Linked DNA regions of Rattus norvegicus: region 2 is linked to region 1. The links are chromatin contacts, called in public Hi-C maps. All regions are on one chromosome and are shown on one strand. Each heading gives the region's core, a stretch centred on a gene start, on an enhancer-like site or on the middle of the called end of the contact. The rest is flanking DNA. Distances are from core to core; before and after follow the strand shown.

Region 1 (6,666 bases), core at 4,064-6,563:
TTGGAACTGATGCAGTGGATCAAACAGGATTTCTTGGTGGGAAGTATTTACACTACTATATCTATATCTATATAGAAACTATATAGGTTATATCTATAGAGAAACTGAGCATAGGGTTTTAGATCTGATTGGGGAGGTGGGGTAGTCAGGATTTGGTTTAATAAAAAAAATGGGTTATTAAGCTGAAGAGAGATGAGATGATATGGTGTTTGCAGTATGAACTGTCCACGTGAACTCCAAATATACTCCATAGAGGATACTTAATTCATCATAATAATCTCTTGTTGAGGCAAAGGAAATGTAGCTTTTACTTTCCCAATTATGTAGACAATTTGGACAAGGTCACTGAATAGATGAAAGGCAGAGTAAAAGCAGCACAGCGCAGTGCTCGCTGGCTCCCAAGTACCATGCAATTATAAGCTCTCATTTTCTATGGCTCAAGCAGTGGAAGCACATGATGGACCTCTTTTATTCAAGCACCATTTCAAGCCCTCCTTACCATCTAATTCACATGCTATATTCTGCCCTATTCCTATTTACTTTCCACAATAGGCCCCAGCCTGTAAGCCCTATTTTCAAGCCTCCAAACTACAACTACACCTCCTTCTCCAGTACACCAGTTTCTTGGGTTATTTTCTTCCAGCTATTATCGATATCATATTTAATGATTCAGCTTCAGCTGCTTAACAAAGGGGTCCTATGTTCAAGGCGATGCTTCCAATGTCTTGCTACTTAATGCAGCAAATCTGACAGTTAATAAAGAATTTGCCTTAGCTAATAACTCCCTCTTTAGCTTAGACTATTTTCTCATCTTCTCATGCATCTTCACTTACAGGCCATGTTTCCTATCCCACGAGGGCCTTTGCTTTCACATATTCTCACTGATATTATAGACCTCTCCCATCTTAATGGCTTTCCATCTTTTCTCTTTAAGTAAAGTGCTTGGTATACAGTACTTGCTTGGTCAACAATGAACGATTGAATAAAGTTCCAGTTTTAAATCTCCAGACTGTGTTGGACAATCTTAAGTTGTCAGCCCATTGCTCCCTGAAAATCATTTGCTTCCTGTCAGGTCTGGCCCTTCTGCATTACATTTTCTTCAGATGTAAGTGTTACCTCACTTGTCTTGCTGTTACTAGCAAATTATTAAATCAAGTGATGTCTTTTTCCTTATGGCACCCAAGGATATGGAAGGCAGCCTGTTAATCTGCATAGATCAAACTGTCTTAAATACTATACCTTTCCAGTACCTTCACTCATCCAATAAGGAATTTTCCTATGCAGGACTTTGTTTATTTTGTCCGTTATACAGAAAGGTTCAATGGCCATTTCAAAGGCTAAAATCCTTCCCTTGCATTTAAAGGCCTCCACTCTAGCTTTCCAAAGTTATTACTTATTATTTCTCTCATGGAATATTTCATAATCCCTTAAGTGGTTTTATTCTGTTTTCAAAGACTGTGTATATGTGTGTATGTGTGTATGTGTATGTGTGCTTAAACATGCAGGCAAGCCCTTGTCTATACATGTAAGGTTTCTTTATGTGGAAATACCTACCTCAAATCCTAACACTTTGACCTTCTAGAAACCTTCAACTCTGCTAGTCAGACACTCTTTTGATACTTACAGACGTAAGGTCACAGACTTGATAGTTGTTTAAGCACAGATCATAGATCTCTCTATTGGTCCTTCCTGGAACCTTTTACTAAGTTCACCAATGTCAGATAATATTTTTACTCCTTGCTAAAAGTCTTCAATAAAGTGTTTCTTAATACTAAAACTTCACTTCCACTGAGATCTCAAACAAGCATTGCTAAGCTGTACCACCCTTTTCACAGTTAAAGGTATAAGAGAGATAATTTTAGAATTCTTTTAAGCAAAAAATGTTTCTTTACTAGTACATACCATGTAAAGCATACGAAACACAATAACATTTTAAATTTGGTTGAACATCTAACTTTTTCTCTTACCTAAATGTTAGGAAAGATTGAAAATGACAAATATGTAAATATTTATTTTAAAACACTAATGTTAAGCTTTAAGGGAAATAAACTTTCAAATATTTTTAACTGACAACTTCAAAGTCAAAAACAGATTTTAAATCACTAAAGAGTAAAGATTTGGGTGGAAAGACAGTTTATTGGTTTATTACCTTGTTAAGGTTGTACTTTAAATGTGGTTCAAGAGAAAAGCTCCTTGAATGGAAAATCCCTTTCATTATAAACATGAAATATACACAAATTAAATACAAAAAAAATCATGTCCTCGACATTGGGTGTAGTAGGGCAAAAATGTTCAGTACAGCATTGAGAAATATCAACAATATATGTTTTGAGGAACTAATTTCACAAGGATGAGTTTGAATTGGACCAAGTCCTGGGGTTTCTTCCTTCACTGCAACTTTCTTTTACATTTTAAACTAGTGGCAACAAGAATGTCTTTGTTTGAAAGTAAGCAATGCTGAAGACTTGGGTGAGACAGCAGGTAGCTCTGTTTATGCACTGCATCTCTGCTCAGAGGGAGGAAAACATTGTGGAGAAAGTCATTTTCCCCTTTAATTTCTGGAAAACTCATTTTTTCCCATCAATCTTCATAACTCTCCAACATAAACAGTTAAAAATGTATGGGCCAGTCAATCACTTCACCGTGACTTGGGGAAACATTAATTTAAAGAACACATGGCAAAATCAAGTTTTCTTGCTAGTTAAACAACCTAAAAGTTGCTTGCTCCTAACTCTAACAAAACTCTAGGAAGCTATTATGATCTCAGAATATATTTTTACATTATAGTTTTTGGAAAAGGAAACAAACCTACTTTAGGCTCAAGGGTCACACTGCATGCTATAAATGTGTTTTAGGTCCCTGTATAATTTTAAAAATGGAAAAGTTGTGTTTTTTGTAAAGGTCACAGCAAGTGCTTAAGAACTACATCTAGAAATAGAAATGAAAATAATTGGAGAATGTGCTATTTCACTTAGAGGAAAAGTGGCAGAACAATAATCAATAATCTTTGCTAGGTGTGAGATGAGTACCCCTGTATCGCTAAGGCTTGCTTGACAAATGAACAACTTTGGGAAAGCATACGACGCAAGGCAAAGTTGATGATTCCAAATCTGTGATTCACACTTCAACCCACCTTAATTAAGATCTAAACCTCCAAGAGATAGCCAGCTCACATAATTAAACAAAGCAGCGAGCCATACGCCAATGCTGAACAGCGAGCAGTTCGCAAACCATCTCAATCAAATAAAGTCAGAACAAATTAAATAAAGACCAGAAACCACATAAATCAAATAAAGTCAGGGCAAATGAAATAAAGAGCAGAAACTCTTTTCTCCTGAGCACACAGAGTTCCCCAGAATCGCACAAAGTTGATGAAGGAGATGCACCAGTGTGGCTGCAGGCAGGCAGGCGCCTGCTCACAATGGAGAGAGAAGCATGGAGCCCTCAAGCAGCAACCATATGTAAACTTCGACTTCTCCACATAATAGAAAGCTGTGCACAAAGGGAAATGCTCACATGCTGTTCCAGATCAGAGCAAAAGTTCCTATTGCAAACTACTACTTGTCCAGATACAGGCAAAGCTAGCACTGAATGAATGGGGTGTGGGACAGAGTAGCTATGGAAAAGAGAGCCAGAGAATGAGAGTGCATGAGCAAAAAAACTTTGGGACCCTAGGAAAAACTTAAATGGGTTAATGCCATTAAAAGCCCAACTCTCCTTTTCACTGCTTTCCTTCCCCTTCTTGAGTCTCAACCCAGACCTGTCCTTAAACGCAGGATAGATGTACACATGGCCCCTTTGAGGAGAAAGGATATTTTAAAAATCACCTTTGTTATCATGAATAAAAATGAGACCAATTTCCAAGGCAAACGATGGAATCCATGCACGAGGCAGGAGGCTGAGACTCCAATCTACCACGTTTTGATTCCTAATAAAAGCATAGGCTATGCAGGGCTCTCGACATTATAATTATAACTTGAAATAATTCATTTGACTTAGCATATTTAGAATATCATAAGGAACCCATTTTTAGTGTTTTTAGCCTCTAATCTATTACTTATAAAGGGTTGTTTAGGTGACCATGGGGGGTACCCCACAAGTAAATGCTTTAAAATGTTAGAGTGGTTAAAAAAACGAGATGTGTAAAACATTTGTTGACATAACTTTTCTTTAATGAAATGATAATATAGTGGAAGGAGAACTGCATAGCCTTTGAGTAAGAAGTTGGGTCCCACACTTTTTCCTTTGCAATGAACAAAAGCTTAAATACCAACCACCTTAGCAGACAGACAAGGCGAAGGGCCTGAGCAGTCCTCACCTCAGAACAGGATGCCACATTCCTCATAGCACTGCCCACTGGGCTAGGTAGGGGAGTGACATAGAAGTTTGCTTGTAAATGGCACCGAAAGGGAAAAAGAAGTCATCTTGCTCTTCTCCCTTTGCACATAGGAAGCACCCAACTCAATGCCACCACCACTCCTGGTCTCGCTCCGCCCCAACTTCTGTGTGTACCGTGTGGGGCACTGCTTGGGTGTTTTAACCCACATAGTCCAAGATGCCTTCATCTCAACTAGGTTAAGTTCTGGGACTCCCCCACTCTGAGTCCTCAACTGTGCCACGATTAACAAGCCAACAAGTACAGGTGCCTAAGGTTCTGGCCTATTTTTGTACGTGCCCCCCCTTCCTCACCCCCGCGCGCCAACCCCAACCCCCATTTTCTGTTGCTTCTCGGTCACCCCAATCTCTCCCAAGCAAAACACCTTCTAGCCAGGACGCCAGAAAACACCTCGAGCTTCACTTAGGGGTCACCTGGTGAGAGATCCGGCCCTGCCTTCAGGTTTGCTCCGTGGCTGCCCCTGGTCCCCCGGTGCCCCGTGCCCAAAGCGGGGCTCTGGGGCAGTCACGTGGGCGGCAGGGAAGGCCTGGGCTTCCTCACCTGCATCCCGGGCACTTGAACAGCCACCGGTGAGTGGGCCATGGAGGCGGCTGCTACTTCGCGCTGCTTCTGCGGTGGTGGCTCCTGGGGCACAGACTGGCTCCTCCTACGGGGGTAGCTCTGCAGCTCTCCCAGGCTTCTCGATCGGGGCCTGGAGGGACGCAGAGAAGTGGAGTTAGTGGGCTGGTGCTTGCAGCCTCCACTCCCCCACTGCGCCCTCCTTGCGGGGAGGTGAGCGGTTCGCGGCGCTGCTCTCCCGGACTCAGTTTACCTCTCTGACGCTCGCCCGCCTAGCTTTCGGACAGTTGCGGTGCCGCTCCTCTTCCTGAATGCAGAGCTGTGCGTGCGGCAGTGGCTGGGACCTGGGCTCCAGTGATGCGGCTCTGCTGCGCCTCGCCGCTTTAGGAAGAGGAGGTGGAGGCGCCCCAGCAACCCGCCCGAACGCCTAGGCTGGGAGGCGGCCGGGGGCGGTTCCGCAGTTGGCCCTGCCTCCACCCCGCTGCCGGGCGGTGTCAGGGGAGCTGAGGCTTCAAGCTGCAAACCGGGTTGGCTAAAGTAGTCAGAGTTGGCGAAGCATGGGGCTCTCAGGGGTTGCGGAGAGCAACAGAAGGCCGGGATCGAAAAACCTGGAACATAACTGGTCCTGGAGAAAGAACAGAAGAGTTTGCGGGAGCGAGAGTGGGGTGGGGGATATGAGGGCGACCCAGATGAACGAACACGGCCACGTTGCAGACAGGCTTGGGAGGCTAGGGTGCTTGTAGCCGCCCAGAGGTCTGGAGTTGCAAAAGTTTGCTTGGCTCCCCCACCTGGCCAAGGGTGGGGCCACCAAGCCAGACACCTGCTCTTTCGTGCCTAAGTTACTTCTCTCTTGCAATTTTCAGCTTCCTTGCCCCTAGACAAACCTCAAGTTAGTTTAACCTGAGTCTGTTCTTACCTTAGGCTGTCAGTTGTGGAATGGCCTGGCTGAAATTTCTCACAATTTCTGCGCGTGTGAAAGAAACAAATTGGAAAAGGGATCATGTATCGGCAGAAAACTTAACAATGATTACAGACGCAAGGAGCATGAGACTAAATCTTTTGTAGTATAGATAGTTGAATTTAGCATACAACGCCTTGACTTCTGCAACTCCCTGCGTTCTTCCAATTTAAGTCCAACTCCAGGAGTGAGGCATACCCTTTCTCGAGGACCCAATAACACAACAGTGGCAGTGATAATACCAGTCACAGGAATCTCAGGGAAGCATCTATATGAACACACAGGGGCTAATGAGGTTACAGGACAAAATGCACGTTTAAAATGAGAACTCACCTTGAAGTTTGTTAGAAGCCTATGCAACCAAGGCACACTCAGGAAACATTATTTTTCTTTTATAATTTTTTTTCTCCAAGAAAAGTATCTGGTTATTATCAACATGATTATTATTAATAGATTTCTTTTTTGTTGTGACAGAGAGCCCAAAATTTATGCACTGTGTTTTGTAAAGAGTTATTGTGACAAGAGATCACTTGGGTCACACTTCTTTCTCCCCATTGAACAACTAGAGCAAAAGGTTCAGCCAAGTAAATATTTGACTCAAATATTGCAATTAAAAAGCAATGCATCTGAGACGTTCAGTCTGGGTCCCCCTGACACTTGCTACCTTCTATTATATGGAAGAAAGATATTAAATGATGGCATTGACTTTACCTTACTCACAGTCCCCCAAGTCTTGGCATTCTCTGTTCTTCCC
Region 2 (6,475 bases), core at 687-3,186, 190 kb before region 1:
AACTAAGCTGTCTTTTGACTACTGTAAGTGACATTGGGGAATACTGACCAGGGCCAGTGGGATTTCACACTTCTCTGATTCGCCTATCTTCCAATGCCTAGCACTTCGGATTGGGTACTACATCTCTCTATCCAGCTCGGTCATTAGGGCTTGCGAATAAGGAAATGTAGAGTCACTTTTACTGGGCTGGTCAGAGATTCTCTCAGGTTTCTGAATGTGCTCAGATAAAGAGAGGGTGAAAAGCCCCAAATACTGTCCAGCCAGGTGGCCCCATGGATCTGACATGAAGTTTACAAATAGAAAGTTAGCAGTAACAATTTTTTCTAAAAATAGAATTTAGTTTAACACTAGAGTTATTATTTGCTTTTGAATTTCAAGGCTATGAACGATGGCCTTTAAAACAAAGCTTCACTGTGGACCAGCCGGGTGGGCAGTGTGTTACACGGTGCAGATGATGAAAAGATTAAATGAAATTATTCCACAGGCCTAACCATTTGCAGTCACCTTTCAATACTGGTTACCTTTTTTGCTGTGTACTAGTTGGAAATAGTTGGAACAAAACTGAATAGTCCACTATAAAATCTTCTTCTAATGCTGATCCCTTTGAGCCTTGTGATTTAAAAAAACAGAAAAAAAAAAGAGTTTCGGGTGTGCTGAGGGAGGTGAGGCAGATGTGCTAATTGATAAAGTACAGTGTCATACATGACTAAAACAGCACCGTCAAAAATCAAGAGCCCAAGTCAACTCTAAGACTCCTTTGCATACATTGCTCCGGAAAAAATATCAAGTGGAAAGAAATAATAGTAAAGAGATTCAACTTCCTAAACTGTTTTATTTTCCTAGCAACTTCCAGCCTAGGGATGTTTGGTGTTCTCTCAGCAGCTACATTATTGGCTGAGGGCCTCGGGCTAAGGAGGGAACCAGGTCCTCAGAAGCAGCTGCTGGACACCTAGAAGCTGAGGGACTTGGGCGGGCCCGGGATCGAGCAAACCGGCCAACCGCTTCAGGCGTGAAGGCACTGGAGCTGTAGGTTTCCCCGAAGCGCCCTTTCTCAAGGCCATTGCCCCGACCTGTAACCGGGCCGGGCCGCCTGGCTCGCTCCGCAGGGCGCGGCCCTAGCGCCACCCGGCTCGCCCTGAAGAAGAGGTGGGACTTTCCCCACCGGAAGTGAACGCGTCCAGTCTCGGGGAATTGGGGCACCTCAACCAGTGTGTCAGGGAAACCCTTCCGGGTTTATGCTGGGGGTGGGGGGTGGGGGGTGGGTGAGGAAAAAAAGAGGTGGGTTCAACTGGAGTCCCTGCGGCCGCCGCCGCCGCCGGACGGCCCCCGCCCCTTCCCCGTCCGTCCGCTAGCAGCAAGGCCAGGGCGGCCCGGTGGCCATGGCCTTGTCTTGACAGAACCTCCTGGGCGGCTGGGAGCTTGTGGACAGCAGGGTAAGCGGCGGCAGCGGCTCCAGGGAAGGCGGCGGCAGAGGTGGCGACTCCGGGCGCCAGTGTGGAGGTCAGGCGACTCCTAACGCGCGCCCTTTCTCCCCCTCCCCTCGTTGCAGGCCGGACGAGCCCCGAGGGAACCGGGGACCCAGAGACCCCGCCCCGGCGGCAGTGAGCGCGGCGGGGCCCGGAGGCCTTGGGCCGGCTCGGCAGCGGCGCCAGCAGGAAGCGGGGACCCCGGGCCCCTTTGTGTGCTGGGCGGGGGAGGGGTGGCGGGCAGCCCCCGGCCGCGAAGCCCCCGCCCCTTCCCGCGTTGGGGTGCGCGGCGGCTCCCCACCCTCGCTCGGCCGCTCGCCGGCGATCCCTCCTCCCCACGCCCCCCGGGCCGCCTTGGGTTCCTATAGGAAGGGCATCAGCATCCCATCCCCACCCACCCGACACTTGGCTCTTTTCCCCTCCCCCTCCTGTAACTTCCTCCTCGTCCTCGGTTGGGCCCTCCGCCTCTCCGCACTCTCCTCCCCAGTTCGCACATTTCCGCCCACCTTCCGCCTGGCCTTGCCGCAGCGCAGCTAGCGGGGTGTTATTTTTCCCCCCTTGGGTAAGGAGTTGGTGAAGGTGAGACTCATGAGGGAATACAAGGTAGTGGTGTTAGGGAGCGGAGGGGTTGGCAAATCTGCCCTCACTGTGCAGTTTGTCACCGGGACTTTCATTGAGAAATATGACCCCACCATTGAAGATTTCTACCGCAAAGAGATCGAAGTGGACTCTTCTCCGTCAGTACTGGAAATTCTGGACACCGCGGGAACAGAGCAGTTTGCCTCCATGAGAGATCTGTACATCAAAAACGGCCAAGGTTTCATCCTGGTGTATAGTTTGGTTAATCAACAGTCTTTTCAGGTAATCAAACCAAGTCTTGTAATTTCTTTGAAGGGGGGTGTGGTAATCCTACATGTACTTCTGATTTGCTTGAGCTGTGCGTTAATGAGTGCGTTTGGCTTTTGAAAGTTTGGCATGGTATGGGAAGGCACTGGATTGTTTCTGTAGAGAGTGCTAGAGTAACGCACATCGACAAATATTTTAAAGTTATTTTTAAGGAAAAGAAAAGTGAAAACGAAATAGGTCAGCCTGTTTTTTTTTTAGCCCTATGGTACAACCTGAAGTTGCTTATTCACTTCAACAAGTATTGATTAACGAGTTCAACAAAACATTTCGGAGATAACCTCAAGTGTGGAGCACGATGGGAGGTTTGAAGTCCATCCTCTCTTACACACAGCTAAAACCTGTGTACCTGCTTTTCCTTCCTCCCCTTCTCTCTTGCTCCTAAGTTCCTCAGCTTGAATCTAAATCTCAGTAGTGCAAAATACATGCGAGTCCTGCTTTCTTGGCATTTTTCTTGGGGGAATGCAGCTGAAAGGGAAGTTGCTAGTCTGAAAAGACTAGTACCTGGGATTCATAACCAACAGAAAGCCAGGATGACTCTCCTTTTCTCCCGTCGATCCATATCGTTGCTGCCATCACAGCCTATACTTAAAGAAAATATGTGGGACTGGGAACGCTGAGCGCGTGCAGATTTCCTATCCCAGTGGGGTAGCCAACCTGGATCTGGTCCAGTTGCTTTAGAAAAATCCCTCCATCCTTCACTGGGAAACAGACTGAAGTTAATGTTATTTTAAGAGATGCACTAATTGTTGCTATTTATTCCTTGAAAATAAATGACCTTATATTGACCCGTTATATTGACCTCCATTGATTTAGGAAACGGATATATATTTTTTCAGCGTTTAAAGGTATGCACTTAATGTTGCTTACTTAAGAAATCTTAAGTGCCTTAGCCAGTAGTATGCTAGTTTCACATTCTTTGGGAGTTGAAGTTAAAGTGCTATGTATGAATTTTTCTGGTAACCTTATACAACAACTTCAAGAACTTCTTTGTAAAGAGTCTAAGTTCTGGGCAAATAACTCTAAAGAACATTTTAGGTAGAGTCACATTCCACACAAAAGTCCTATAAGCATTTCCCTCAGAAAGTGCTAAGGGTATTATTTGACAGGTATTTTCTTGCTAAGGCATCCTAAGATTTGTTTTTCTATCATCAGACTCTCCTGGTCTTTTCAGAGGTGTTTCATAAGATTTCCACTGTATCCTCTCTGTTATAGACATAAATATGGAGTGTGGGACTGTGGCATTGTTTCAGCAGAGAGTCAGATTCCTTTGAGGCAAAAGTTGGTATTCGTAGCTAAACTTGTTCCAGAAGGAAACGCAGAAAAGCAACTTAACAATTCAGAGAAGACTGAATTGGTATATTTGACCTGTGTGTGAGAATGTTTTGTTTACTGTAATTAGTCAAATACATATTTATATTTAAGTCAACTCTTAAGTTACAAAATTAAAAAAAAATAGGCAATGCTGGCCTAACCCTATAATATTCCTATAGCAAAACCATTCTCTTCAGAAATTGATATAACTGAAAAGTAGCTAATGCTCTGATCTTTAGGAATTAGCTACAGTTAGTTCCATGCAATACATGTGTGAGCAAATCAGAAGGGAAGCAAACATGGGAGAAGACACGTATGACTTCTCACCCAGACTCCAGATGCATTGGCCTTCTTGGGCTGAGTTCACTTTTACCACAGTTGCTTGCTATTACAAGGCTAAACACAGTAACCAATGTAAAATGAAATATTTATGACTATGAATCTTAAAACTGGGTTTCTAAGCATTAGGCGGTGTCTGTCTGTCTGTCTGTCTCTCCCTCTCCCCTCTTCCATCTCCCCTCCCCTCCCTTTCTCCCTCTTCTCCCTCTCTCCTTGCCTCTAAAATATTTTCCCTTAAGCCCTCTTGCTAAATGACTAGGAGTTACATACATGCCGCAGTCCTATGCTGGGTTAACAGGTGTTACAAGGACTGATGACAACTAGGCAGGTTTAGGGAGCTGGCCAAACATCTGTATGTTTGAATGGAGAATCATATTTGGGGACATGATTCTTTAATCAAAGTAGACTGAAGGTGGGGGTCGGGTTAGAGGAGCTTTAAGGTTAGTGCACACTTAAGTTTTATATTCCTGATGCACAAAGCATCTAGTTCTCAAATCGTCAGGGGGAAATGCGATTGTTGTCCTTATTTCAGGATGTGACTTTAGCTTTATATAATCACCAAGTCGTGATTTTTGTGATTTTTTGTAAGGTGTCAGCTGTGCTAATACAGAAGGCTAATGTTGTTCTTTCCCTTTGTGATTGCTTGACTAGGATATCAAGCCAATGAGAGATCAGATTGTGAGAGTGAAGAGATACGAGAAAGTTCCACTAATCCTAGTAGGAAACAAAGTGGATCTGGAACCAGAAAGAGAGGTTATGTCTTCTGAAGGCAGAGCTCTGGCTCAAGAATGGGGCTGTCCTTTCATGGAAACATCAGCAAAAAGTAAATCAATGGTGGATGAACTTTTTGCTGAGATCGTCAGGCAAATGAACTATTCATCCCTACCCGAGAAGCAAGATCAGTGTTGTACAACTTGTGTTGTCCAGTAAAAAAGAAAACCTCAAACATGGCCATACCGAGCAGGTTAGTTGGTGGAATTGTGTGGACTAAGGGGTCTTTTGGTTTTAATCAAGTATAAAATAAACAGATGGTTAATGGTAATATACTCATACATTTGATACCTCCTTAAATTTCTGTATTTTTAAAACATTATTCCTCAGCATAAAACCATCGTCAATCAGTGCAGGTAAGCCGAAGAAAGGTAAGAAATTGTGTGTGTTGCCCTTGAGGGGGCTTACATTTTAACGGAGTGATTTTCTAGTTTTTCTTCTTAGCCTCGATAACGTTTGGAGGGAGATTCAAACCATAGTCCATCTTTCTCCTGGTTAGAGCACAGGAGAGCATTCAGAAATAATTTCACCAGATAATGAATGATTTTCAGGTACTTTTTAATATTTTTATATTCTGGGCAAGAGAGCCACTATAATTGAAACCACCAATTTTCTAATCATACAAGTATTTAATTTAACAGAATGATTATTTAATCAAGTTCATCTGTACCTTGCACTTCTGGAACTTAAGTGACCTCTGGTATTAACTTCCTTCTGAATAGCTGATGAAGTGAAAAATGTGTTTAAATCATCTGTAATGTGTCTGAAGACACTATCCTGAGCACAGATCATTTCTACTCAGCTTAGTAAATAATCAAGTTAAGAACAATAGCAAGCCTTACATTAAATGGTAGTATGTTTTTTAAATGAGCTTTCAAGAAAATAAGGTTATGTAAACCTTTGAGCTATTGAACATTTAAGATGACATAATTGTATACATATCTTGATCTTTTCAGCTGGCTTGTAATCCGATAACAGTCTCAGAGAATAGCCCTTAGATAATAACATAATCAACCAATACTGTGCAAGATTAAGAAAAGCACAGTAAATGCCAGATTGACGAGACAGTATCAGGATGAAACTGACCCCTCTGAGCCAGGGCTGACCTCCAGGCTAGAAGAAGCTTTGCAAATGGCAACAGGCATTTCAGGTCATAGAGATGATTCCTAACCAAGGGTCTGGCTTTATTCCTGCTGCCTAGAGAAAGGACTCAGGGCCCCCAATTTATCTTTTTAGAAAAGGTCTCTTGTCAGGTAGCATCATCTTTGAAAATGAAGGATGACAATAGTGCTTTATTCAGAATGTTTTTGCTCATCAGCCTTTATCATCCGAGAACATGGATGAAAACTCATTTATTATGTCTAGGTACATGTGTTGTTTTATAAAGTCAGTGTTGGGACTGTAGTTTAGCTTATATATTGCCGATAGTGTCTCCCATCCAGTTAGTTTTGAGGTGGCTCATATGATATGTAGGTGACAATTGAATCCTACCTCTTGATTCCATAACCTGTCTTTTAAATCATAAACCACCTTCAGGTTTGAACAAGTTCTGTGTGGTGATAGCATCTTTACCATTAAGTACTGCTTCTCTCACACTGGTGACTGAACAGATGACATATATTTACCTCATCCTTATACAAAGTAGCCAAATCCCATAAAATGTCCTTCCTGTCATTAATATA

The links. Hi-C and Micro-C count contacts between places; a contact is called where the count stands out from the background.
Region 2: a Hi-C map of mammary epithelial cells shows a contact between it and region 1, with 2.0 times the contacts expected there. The contact joins the promoter of Rap2c here to the promoter of Stk26 in region 1.

The regions. Positions count from the first base shown.
Region 1 is chrX:135,208,033-135,214,698 of GRCr8, reverse strand. It overlaps Stk26 (serine/threonine kinase 26), which reads right to left and starts at 5,313. Exons shown (of 12, transcript NM_001191736.2): 1 at 5,208-5,313; 2 at 4,937-5,087. The coding sequence starts at 4,978.
Region 2 is chrX:135,397,459-135,403,933 of GRCr8, reverse strand. Rap2c (RAP2C, member of RAS oncogene family) reads left to right here and starts at 1,936. Exons shown (of 3, transcript NM_001106950.2): 1 at 1,936-2,327; 2 at 4,674-4,986. The coding sequence starts at 2,055. The coding sequence ends at 4,952.